Linked DNA regions of Rattus norvegicus: region 1 is linked to region 2. Evidence: chromatin contacts called from public Hi-C data. All regions are on one chromosome and are shown on one strand. Each heading gives the region's core, a stretch centred on a gene start, on an enhancer-like site or on the middle of the called end of the contact. The rest is flanking DNA. Distances are from core to core; before and after follow the strand shown.

Region 1 (5,615 bases), core at 1,315-3,814, 36 kb after region 2:
AGCCTGACTATAGAGGTACCACAAACCATCTGGCCTCGATAAGGCCTGACTCAACAGTCCTGAGAGAATCGAGAATTAGGGTCAGCTTGCCCCAGAAGCAGGGCGGCCTAGAGTTGAACTGAGCCCAAGTTACAAACCAATGAAATTGCTTTGTGTGACTGTTGCCAACTACCTATGTAATTTTCCCTATAAATCCCTTCCCCTAATTGGGCTCGGGGTCGACTCCTCTGTCTCCTGTGTGAGATACGTGTTGTCCCCAGAGCTCTGGTTCCTCAAATACACCACACCTCTTGTTTATTACATCAAGACTGGTTTCTCGTGAGTTCTTGGGGGTTGCGTCATCTCAAGATTTGAGTGGGGGTCTTCCCCACCCCAATGGTCTTTCAGTGCCCTTGGGCAAACATCCTACTATCCGAGCTACAGTCTCAGCCCTAAACCTCTTTAAGAAACCTAATAGATGATAACATTTGCTTTTTCTGCTTCCTTCTTTCTCAATTAAAAAACACTTTGTTTCCAACTTCTTTTGTCATTTCACACCATTTTCCAGTCGCAAGCACCCAGAAACTTGGCTGGGAGGGACGATTTGTAACCAGCATGGCCTCATCACACACTGAGGGCTGAACCCACAACCTAGGAACCCCTCCACCACTGAGCCACATCTCCAGCCCTAGAAACTTAGCTTTAAAATGAGGGTCATTTCACTCAGAGCCCTGGGGGTGCAGGTGCACGGATCAGGAGTCTGAGTCTAATGAAGGCCCACCGGATGTGGAACATCTCTCCCATGGAGAGATGGGAAGCCAGAGAAAAGGGAGGGTCCCGTCATGCTCTTTCTTTCTTGCTTGTTTGTTTGTTTGATACCGTGTGGCCCTGGTTGTCCTAGAAATTGTTCTGTGGACCAGACTCCCCCTAACTCATGGAGATCTGCTTTTCTCTTCCTCCCAAGTACTGAAATTAAAGGTGTTCGCCACCCCAACCCTAACTAGTCTTGTTTTTATAAAAACACTTCTAGGGGTTGGGGATTTAGCTCAGTGGTAGAGCGCTTGCCTAGCAAGTGCAAGGCCCTGGGTTCGGTCCCCAGCTCCGAAAAAAAAAAAAAAAAAAAGAAAGAAAAAGAAAAAAAGAAAAAACAAAAAAACAAAAAAACACTTCTAAGAACTAACTCTGGGTCCCACAGAAGCTACCTTGATCCCCTCCCCAGGTGATGCTTTGCGACTTAATGGCTTCTTTGTCCCACCTCCTAAAGGATCTACCACTTCTCTCCCCTCTTCTTCCTTTTTTTCTTTTATTGGATATTCTATGTGTCTACATCTCAAATGCTAACCCCCTTGCTAGCCTCTCCTCCCAGAAGCCCCCATCCCATTCCCCTCCCCCCACCTCCACAAAGGTTCTCCCCCTCCCACTCACCCATCCCCACTCCACCGTGCTCTTAACACAGACTCACCAAGGAACAAACTTGACCCTTTAAGAACAAGTCACCGTAACCCCAGGCTGTGCCATAGTGTGCTTTACCTGATGCTACCTCACTTCCTGCATCTTCACTCACCTTCCAGCAAACTGGGGACCTTTACCACCATCATTTTCAACTCTTTTTTTTTTTTTTTTTTCCGGAGCTGGGGACTGAACCCAGGGTCTTGTGCTTGCTAGGCAAGCGCTCTGCCACTGAGCTAAATCCCCAACCCCCTCAACTCTTTTCATATTACCAATACTCCCAGCAACCGCATCGGTCATATGCCCCTTTTGATCTTAAAAACAGGGGGGCTCTCACCCCTTCTCCAAATATCAGCTCTTCTAGAATGTCTCCAGATGTTTTTTCACTTCTGGTGCCCATTGGGTCCTTTTTCTAACACCTACACCCACCCCCCTCTACCATGATGGTGGTTTGAATGAGATCTGCCCTGTGTTACCAGGCATCTGAATACTCCCAGGCAGTGACACTGTTTGGGTGGGCAGAGGAGGTGTGGCCTTGCTAAAGAAGTATGTCATGGGGTTGGGGATTTAGCTCAGTGGTAGAGCGCTTGCCTAGGAAGTGCAAGGCCCTGGGTTCGGTCCCCAGCTCCGGAAAAAAAAAGAAGTATGTCATTGGGGGTGGGCTTTGAGGTTTCAAAAGCCACGCAACACTTCCAATGGGCACCCTCTGCTTCCTGTTTGAGATGTGAGCTCCACCCTGTTTCCTGTTTGAGATGGAAGCTCCTTCCTGCTGCTCCATCAGCCTGCTCCCTGCTACCTCTGCTCCAGCATTCGAGACTACCATACCTCTGGAACCACAAAGCAGATAAGCGTACTGTCGGGAGATAAATGGACCGCCGGGATTTGTTTAGCCGTTGATGAATAAATGCAAAAGGGCCGCCTGCGTTCATTGGCTGTTGTAGTAGTGACACACATGATTTGATTTCCAGTAGTCCTGTGACATTCCAGGCGCTCTGCCAGGACAGGTGGGGACTCCCCGGTAGGCTGTAATTAATGAAGAATCACAATGGCTGCCTTACCGAGGGCCACAGGCTTAGGAGATGTCCAAGTGCTGCCAAGAGTCTTCCCTTGCATTGTGGGGAAGTCACGTGGATGTACTGTGGACTTCCCTCTCCCGGCCCTGGCTCTGTCACTTTCTTGCAACTAATTGAGATGCTGTTCTGTCTGGTTAGGTTCTCAGGTTAAAGCTGGTTTGGCTTCTGGTTTTCAAACGCTGTTCTGAGATGGAGTGGTTATAGTGCATCCAAGAACTTGGGCGGCAGAGGGGCAGAGTCAGATCTCTAAGTTCAGGGCCAGCCTGGTGAGTTCCAGGACAGTCGGGGCTACATAGACACAGATAGACAGACACACAGACACACAGACAGACAGACAGACAGACACACACACACACACACACACACACACACTGTTTCTAACTCTCCCAGCTCTTTAAGGAAGCAGATAATTTTCCATCCAAACAACAGTTACCGGGGTAACAGACCTTTTTGCTTCTCATGTATTTTCAGCCGCATCTTTTCTTGCTTATACAAGATCATTTTTATTGGAGGTCACTGAAGCCTTGTTGTCTTACTGGAATGTAACATTCTGTAACTCCTGGGATTTTGTGGAATTCTAGGCTGGGTGAGACTGCAGTTTTTGCTTCCCTTTGGGGAAGACAATAGATTTGTGGGGTGGCCAGAAGTAGACTGGAGGCTCTTCGAGATCTGCCGCTGAGCAACCCTAATTCCCACAGATGGAGGGAAACTATTGCTTTTGATTCCTACGTAATATAGACACGGGTGATTATTCCACTAAACACAAGCCTTTTGTTTTAAGCCACTTTTTGCTTATACCGCCAGCAGCTGATCAATATTAAGAGAACTTTGAAATTTGAACAGAGTTGTACTAGTGCCAGAGCATCACTCACAGACAGACAAACTAAATTCTCTCCCAAAGGACCCACATGAGAGCACAGTTATTTGTAATTCCAGTCCCAGAAGGTCCAGCACCCTCTTCTGGCCTCCACGGGTACCAGATATGCATGTGGTTGGTACACAGACATACATGCAGGCAAAATTCTATGGACATAACGAATAATTAATTGTTTTAGAGTGGAAACTTTCCTTAGCAGCTCAATACTGGCTTAATGGTTCATGTGTTCCAAGTTCATATCTTTTCCCTCTCTTTTTTTTTCTTTCTTTTATCTTTTTTTGAGACAGCATCTCTCTACATAGCCCTAGCTATTTGGAACTCACTTAATACACAGACCAGGATGGCTTCAAACTCACAGAGATCCACCTGCCTCAGCCTCTAAAGTGCTGTGATTAAAGACCTGGCCCCAAGTCACTCTTACCCTAGCCCAGAGGAGGAATATGGGGCTCATATTTCTAGACAAAACCAAGACACGGCAAGAAGTCTGTAAGTCCAAATATCCAGAGAATTAATGAAGTGTGCAAGAGATGTATGAAGAGAAACACCACAAGTCTCAAAATGTGATGGACTACCCGAATGGAAGGGCAAGACTGACCTCTGAAGTGACTCACAATGTCATCCATTGTTGTCCACCCACCACACAGACACATACAGGTACACACATGTACACCCATGCACACAGATACACACCCACACAGATACATGCACATATGTACATACAGAGATACACACTCACAGAGATACATGCACACACACACACACCAGCACACTCATGTGCACACACACATAGATACATGCTCACACAGACACATGCACACATACACACACACATAAAGTCTGCTGGTTGGCAGGTTGTTTTGTAAAGAAGTTCATTTCAGGCTCAAGGGGGAAAGTGTTTGCCACATATGCATCAGTGCCTAAGTACAAACCCCCAGCTGGGCACAGCACTGTGCATCTATAACCCCAGTGCCAGGAGGCAGGGGCAGGAGGAGCTGGAGTTTGCTGGCCAGCTTATCTAGTCAATTGGTGAGCTACAGGTTCAGTGAGTTCTCAAAGACAGATAGATAGATAGATAGATAGATAGATAGATAGATAGATAGATAGATAGATAGATACATACATACATACATACATACATAGATACATAGATAGATACATAGATAGATACATAGATAGATACATAGATACATAGATGAAGGAAAGAGATGTCTCAGTGGTTAAGAGTAATTTTCAAATTTAGGGGTTTTATTTTGTTCTTAGGGGACTTGGTTCGGTTCCCTGCACCCACATGGTAGTTCACAGCCATCTCTAACTCCAGTTTCAAGGTATCCTGCCCTCTTCTCATCTGCATGGGCAGCAGGCATGCATGTGGTGCACAAATATACAGGGAAAGCAGTCATACATAAAATACAATCTAAAAATGAGGTAGAAAGCAAGCCAAGAAGACCTCTGACATCTACACACACACACACAGGCACACACACGGGTTGGGGGAGATTAACCCACTGCCCTCTTCTCTTCCTGGCTCTCTGAATGAAACACAGCCTAAAGATTCAATCCCTGTCTCTGCTCATGGGAGTGACAGTCCAAGCTCCATATTCCAGTTAAAATTGCAGAGGGATAAAATCAGAGTCAAAGGCTTGGGTTAGACCCAGTTCTTCCCAGAATAAGTGTGACCCTTTTCTAAGCAAGCAACATCATAGTGACCTCTTAACCTCCTGACCCATTCCACATCTTCCCTAGTAGAGAGGAAGATCAAACCGGTAGCCTGTGTAGGAAGATTTTATAGACTCTGGCACTGTATTTCTGTTGTAACTTCCTAAAGTTCAAAGACCTAATAATTATGATCCAAATGCTTGACTCACAGTCGGGCAAGCATACGACAGAAAGGAACAAACTGGGCCAGATTCTCTTCCAGGCAATGTCTAGGGTTACTGTTGCTGTGATGAAACACCATGACCAAAGCATCTTGGGGATGAAAGGGTTTGTTTGCCTTACACTTCCACATTGTTGCTCATCATTGAAGGAAGTCAGGACAGGAACTCCAACAGGGCAGGAACTTGGAGGCAGGAGCTGATGCAGAGATCATGGAGGGGTGCTGCTTACTGGCTTGCTCCTATGGCTTGCTCAGCCTGCTTTCTCATAGAACCTGCCCAGGGCCAGCCCCAATCTGCAATGGGCTGGGCCCTCCCCCATCAACGACTAATTAAGAAAATGCCCTACAGGCTTCCTTGTAG
Region 2 (5,687 bases), core at 36-2,535:
CAGTAATCACAAACTACTCCCTTCTGTGTTCTCATAAATCTCTCCTCAGTTACACTGTCTTCTCATAAGCCTTTCCTATTCCCTATTCTGTTCTAAAAGCACACAGTGAGAGGCCGAGAGATGGCTCAGCAGTTGAGTACTGGCTGCTCTTCCAGAGGACTAGGATTTGATTCCCAGTATCCACACCAAGTGGCTCAGAACCTGCTTATAACTCCAGTTTCAGAGGATCTGATGCTTTCTGACTTCCAAGGGTACTTTGCACACGTGTGGTGCGTATAAACCTCACTCACTGACACATAAATAAGACTGGATAAATCTTTTGTTTTAGGTGTACAGAAAAAAAACAAACTCAGCACATATGGATGAAATATGGCGTTTAAAAACATTTTAGAAATGGTACCACTCTTTCACGAGATAACTGAGCCCATGTTACAAAAGTTGGCATCGACAATGCTAAGATCTAAATCCATGTAATCTCAACTTTACACTAACACATCTCCGAATGTAGAATCTGCAAGGGCGTTCTAGCATTGCTTTGCTATTCTTAGGCAAGAACAATCCTGACTATTACGAGTGTTTTGCCTGAAATTACACCCAGAGAGACTTTAAAACGCATTAGCACGTTAACTTCTAGAGCAATTCATTTGACAGGTTCTTGCGAACTCGCAAGCAGCAACCTGACTTGTTCCACGAGCGTGAGCGTGTGTGTGTGTGTGTGTGTGTGTGTGTGTGTGTGTGTGTGTACGCACGCGCGCGCGACCCTGCCTTAAAGAAAATGGAAATTGTTTATTATCCGTCTGTTTAGCTACGCTGATGATTGAACCAGGGACCCTGCAAACGCTAAATAGCTCAACCACTGAGCTGCATCTCCAGCCCTCCATCAGCAATTCAATGGGTGAAGGCCCCTATCCCGGGTACTGAGCTCGCGGGTGCTGAAGCCGCACTGTCTCTGCCCACGGATGGGAGGGGCGCACACCGGTGGGAGGAAGTGCCGCAGCAAAAGGTTCAATCCTTGAGCCTCCCGGACGGCCCTCAGCTATCCTCCACGGCTCCCTCAGAACCACCCGAATCCCGGAGCGAGCCCGGATCCCGGAGCGAGCCCGAGCCCCGGAGCCTCGTACCCACCCGAAGCCCGCGAACCCTGGGGCACTTCAGCCCAGAGCAAACCCGCCGCAGCGGTTCTCTGGCTGGGTCCATGAGGCAGCAGTGCGGCCGGGAACTCACCCTGCGGCGGAGCTCCTCCTGCTACTCCTCCGAGCCAGTGCAGCCGCCTGGGAGCACCTCCGTGCGGGAGCGGAAGAAAAGGCCGCCGAGCGGAGGGCGCGCCCCAGGCCGGGTACGTCTCCGCCCGCTCCTCGGCCAAACACGCCCACAGCACATTCTCATTGGTCACTGCCGACACCGGCTCCCTCAAGGCCACGCCTCCGGCCTTTGCCGATCCGACCCAGGAAGAGCGGGCCCCAGAAGCAGCCAGACTGGGGTTCTCAGGTTCACTGCTGGGAACCGAGCTGCGGGCTGCTCGCTATTCCCCACAGTCTTCAGTCTGTGAAGGAGAAACCGGGAAGCCATAGAGCCGAATGACTCTTCTCCAGAGGGGCTTCTCTGTGTCTTCCAGAACCTCCGCAGTCGCAAAGAAATCATCTTGCGTTTACTGTTTTACCCTAATTTGAAATGTGATGACTGAAAACTGAGAACCCAGAGTGACCAAAGCTAGCATTTCACAATAACGTTTTGTTATAACGTCCTTCTACACGTTTCCTGTTATATTGTAGCACATAACATAAGACAGTATAGTTGGGTTCTCTTTAGGAAAAAAAACCAATATAATGACTTTTAATAAAAAGGGGATTTGTTTAACCACCTTACATACTGTGGCCTGAATAGTCAGTCCAAGGATGGCTGCCTGCACTGTGGAAAGGCTAGGAATCTGGCAACTGCCAGTCCACCAGCCCTGGTGTCTCGGACATCCCAACCTGATGCCAAAGGCCCCTGTAGGGCCATTGGCCTTCACTCCATGTTGGAGAGCCAATGAAACCGGGTTCTGGTGCCAGCAAAAGAATTTAAAAGCAGTGGCAGAGGCGATCACTAGTAAGAGGCTAAAGCAAGCAAGCAAAGGGTTTTTCCCTTGGAGCTCCTTGTATACTGGCTCTGATGGAAGGTGATGGCCACATTCAGGGTGAGTCTTTCCACTTCAATTTCCCTGCCCAAAAACATCCTGGACAGGCATGCCTAGAGATTACCTAATCTAGATATGGTATCCCCATAGATCTGACAAGTTGACCATCAGTGTTAACCTCATAAACAATAAGCCTCTCACCACAGATAGTTTTCAAATTGTTCTTAGATTTATTTATTTCCACTTATGAGTGTTTTGTGTGCATGTGCATGTGTTTCCATGATCTCTATGGACACCACATGGATGTCTGGTGTCCGCAGAGGTCAGAAGAGGGCATCAGATCCCCTAGAACAGGAGTACAGATGATTATGAGCTGCTTTTGTAGGTGCTGGGAACTGAACCCAAATCCTTCAGAAGAGCAACAAGTGTTCTTTTTTGGTTCTTTTTTTCGGAGCTGGAGACCGAACCCAGGGCCTTGCGCTTCCTAGGTAAGCGCTCTACCACTGAGCTAAATCCCCAGCCCCGCAACAAGTGTTCTTAACCACTGAGCCACCTCACCACCCTCCCCAACTACCACAGGCTTCTTTCTAGCCTCTTCCTTTGTGTCTTTCATCTAACCTAGTTGTGCTGGTTGGTTTTGTGTGTCAACTTGACACAAGCTGAAATTCTTACAGAGAAAAGAGCTTCCCTTGAGGAAATGCCTTCATGAGACCAAGATGTAAGGCATTCTCTCAACTAGTGATCAAGTGGGGAGGACCCAGCCCATTGTGGGTGGTGTCATCCCTGGGCTGGTGGTCCTAGGTTCTATAAGAAAGCAGGCTGAGCAAGCCAGGGGAAGCAAGCCAGTAAGTAACATCCCTCCATGGCCTCTGCATCAGCTCCTGCTTCCTGACCTGCTTGAGTTCCAGTCCTGACTTCCTTTGGTGATGAACAGCAATGTGGAAGTGTAAGCTGAAGAAACCCTTTCCTCCCTGACTTGCTTCTTGGTCATGATGTTTTGTGCAGGAATAGAAACCCTGACTAAGACACTAGTAAAATCTCTTATTCCACCAGCATTAACACATTTATCTATTTCTTCTGTCCTATACCCTACACAAAGACTTCATGCCAGGAGTGGCATTAACAGGCTAGTGACACATGGGCTGTGAATGAATTCACCAAAGACTGAAGGCAAAAGTGGAGTTACTAAAGTATACTTCAGAAAAGCCCTGGCAGATGAGACAATGGACCTTGACAGTGGCTTTCTAAGCAGCCTACCCTAGAGATGGGGCGTTCTACGCAGGCTGTGGTTCAATGTCACAGGCACACTGGGATAATTGCAACTGAGGCTTATCATGGTTTGCAACAACCTGACCTTGAAGTAGCAATGGCCTTGCCTGAATCAGCTCAGCACAATCACCAGTCCTAATTGACATCCACAGTTTGCAACTGACGCTTGCTATGACTAACTCTTTCTGTCAAGATAACGGTCCTGCTGGACGCAGCAACAGTGACCTTGCTCTGAGCTCCGTCTGCTCTGAGGCAAAACTGCCCCATTCGTCCGTCTCAGAAACAGCAGAGCTGGGCTGGAGAGATGGCTCAGTGGTTAAGAGCACCGACTGTTCTTCCTGAGGTCCTGAGTTCAAATCCCAGCAACCACATGGTGGCTCACAACCATCTGTAATGAGATTCGATGCCCTCTTCTGGTGTGTCTGAAGACAGCTACAGTGTACTCATATACAATAAATAAATCTTTTAAAAAATGTTGCATTGATAAATAATACTTTAAAAAAAAAAGAAGCCGGTTGTGGTGGCGCACACCGGTAGGATTTGCTGAAGGAGGCAGAGGCAGGAGGATCACGAGTTCGAGGCCAGCCTGGGCTACACATTTTTGGGGTTGGGGATTTAGCTCAGTGGTAGAGCGCTTGCTTAGGAAGCGCAAGGCCCTGGGTTCGGTCCCCAGCTCCAAAAAAAAGAACCAAAAAAAAAAAAAAAAAAAAAAAGAAACAGCAGAGCTGAGACATATATGTAGCACCACTAACAACAAACTCTCTAGATTCTAGATTTGCAACTTCTTTGAAATTGTTTTAATCGTTACAATCTTTTAAAGATGATACAAGTAATGTGCAGTGCTCCAAAGTTCTTGAATTAATATGTTTTTCTTTTTAAAACCTTTTTAAACATTCACTTATGGTGTGTGTGTGTGTGTGTGTGTGTGTGTGTGTGTGTGTGTGTGTATGTGTATCCCCCACAGGAAAACTTGGTGAGTCAGTTCTCTCCTTCCATAGTTGGCAGTAGGATTCGAACTTATGTCAGCAGGCTTGACACCAAGTGCCTTTACCCACTGAGCCATATAGCAGGCTTTTCCATATGGTTTATGGAATCAGTTTGTTTGCTATTTTATTCTATGTGTATAAATGCTTTGCCTGGGGGCTGGAGAGATGGCTCAGCAGTTAAGAGCACTGACTGGGGGTTGGGGATTTAGCTCAGTGGTAGAGCGCTTGCCTAGGAAGCGCAAGGCCCTGGGTTCTGTCCCCAAATCCGAAAAAAAAAAAAAAAAAAAGAGCACTGACTGATCTTCCAGAGGTCCTGAGTTCAATTCCCAGCAACCACATGGTGGCTCGCAACCAACTGCAACACAATCTGATGCCCTCTTCTGGTGTGTCTGAAGACAGTGACAGGGTACTCACTTATATAAAATAAATAAAATCTTTTTTTTTCTTTTTTCCTTTTTCTTTTTTTCGGAGCTGGGGATCGAACTCAGGGCCTTGCACTTGCTAAGCAAGCGCTCTACCACTGAGCTAAATCCCCAACCCCAAATAAAATCTTAAAAACAAAAAACATAAATGCTTTGCCTGTATGTATGTGTGCCCTGCCTTTGTGCAGTACCCAGGAAAACCAGAAAAGGGCATCAGATCCCCTGGCATTGGAGTTACAAATGGTTGTGAGCTGCTGTATGGGTGCTGGGAATCAAACCCAGGCCCTCTGGAAGAGCATCCAGTGCTCGTAACTACTGAGCCGTTTCTTCAGCACGTGTAGTATCAGTTAGAAACTGATTGTGTCTGTCATCTTTCTGATACCATATTTGTCATTTTCAATTTTTGCATCCCTTCCAGAGCATTTTTAACGCTCCCATTCTTCCTTCCTGAGCTCTGCTCCCTGGCTCCTATCAGGAAGTCCTGGAGTTGGTAACCAACCGTCATTAACTCCTAAATTACCTTCCTGATGGGCGGGCGGGGATGAGAGAAAGGAACACTTAGATTAGTACTTCAGCTCCAGATGTCTCACAAGTCTGCAGTTTAGGGTCACTTGGGGTTATGGTCATCTCCAGGCTTGTCCCCAGAGTGAAAGTGGAATGCTTGCAAGTTCACATAGCCTGACTGCTGGCCACACCCTGCAAGATCCTCTTTCAGGCACACTCTTGCCTGTTGGCAGGCTTCATACCCAGGCTCGTCATTGACTGATGAAATAATTTCCTGGACTTCATAACACAGTACCACGAAAAGGATTGATTTTCTCCAAGTTCAAAAATTAGACGGTAACAGAATGACAGTTTCTATGAAGGCTTTAGGGCACAGCCTGTTGATGTATG

The links. A called contact is a pair of places that touch in the nucleus more often than the background predicts.
Region 1: a contact with region 2 is called in a Hi-C map of liver, with 2.2 times the contacts expected there. The contact joins the enhancer-like site here to the promoter of Slc25a30 in region 2. A contact is called at or near these places in 11 of 12 Hi-C or Micro-C datasets (the A7r5 cell line, Schwann cells, frontal cortex and 6 more).

What each region holds. Positions count from the first base shown.
Region 1 is chr15:57,542,232-57,547,846 of GRCr8, forward strand. No RefSeq gene overlaps it. Among named protein-coding and RNA genes, the nearest start is that of Tpt1, 21 kb to the right of the region's middle. Within about 2 kb of position 2,565, at least 2 of the 93 cell types and tissues checked have an H3K27ac peak or open chromatin away from gene starts, as enhancers often do. A contact at or near this core is called in liver, where this site is marked.
Region 2 is chr15:57,507,676-57,513,362 of GRCr8, forward strand. It overlaps Slc25a30 (solute carrier family 25, member 30), which reads right to left and starts at 1,286. Exons shown (of 10, transcript NM_001013187.2): 1 at 1,225-1,286.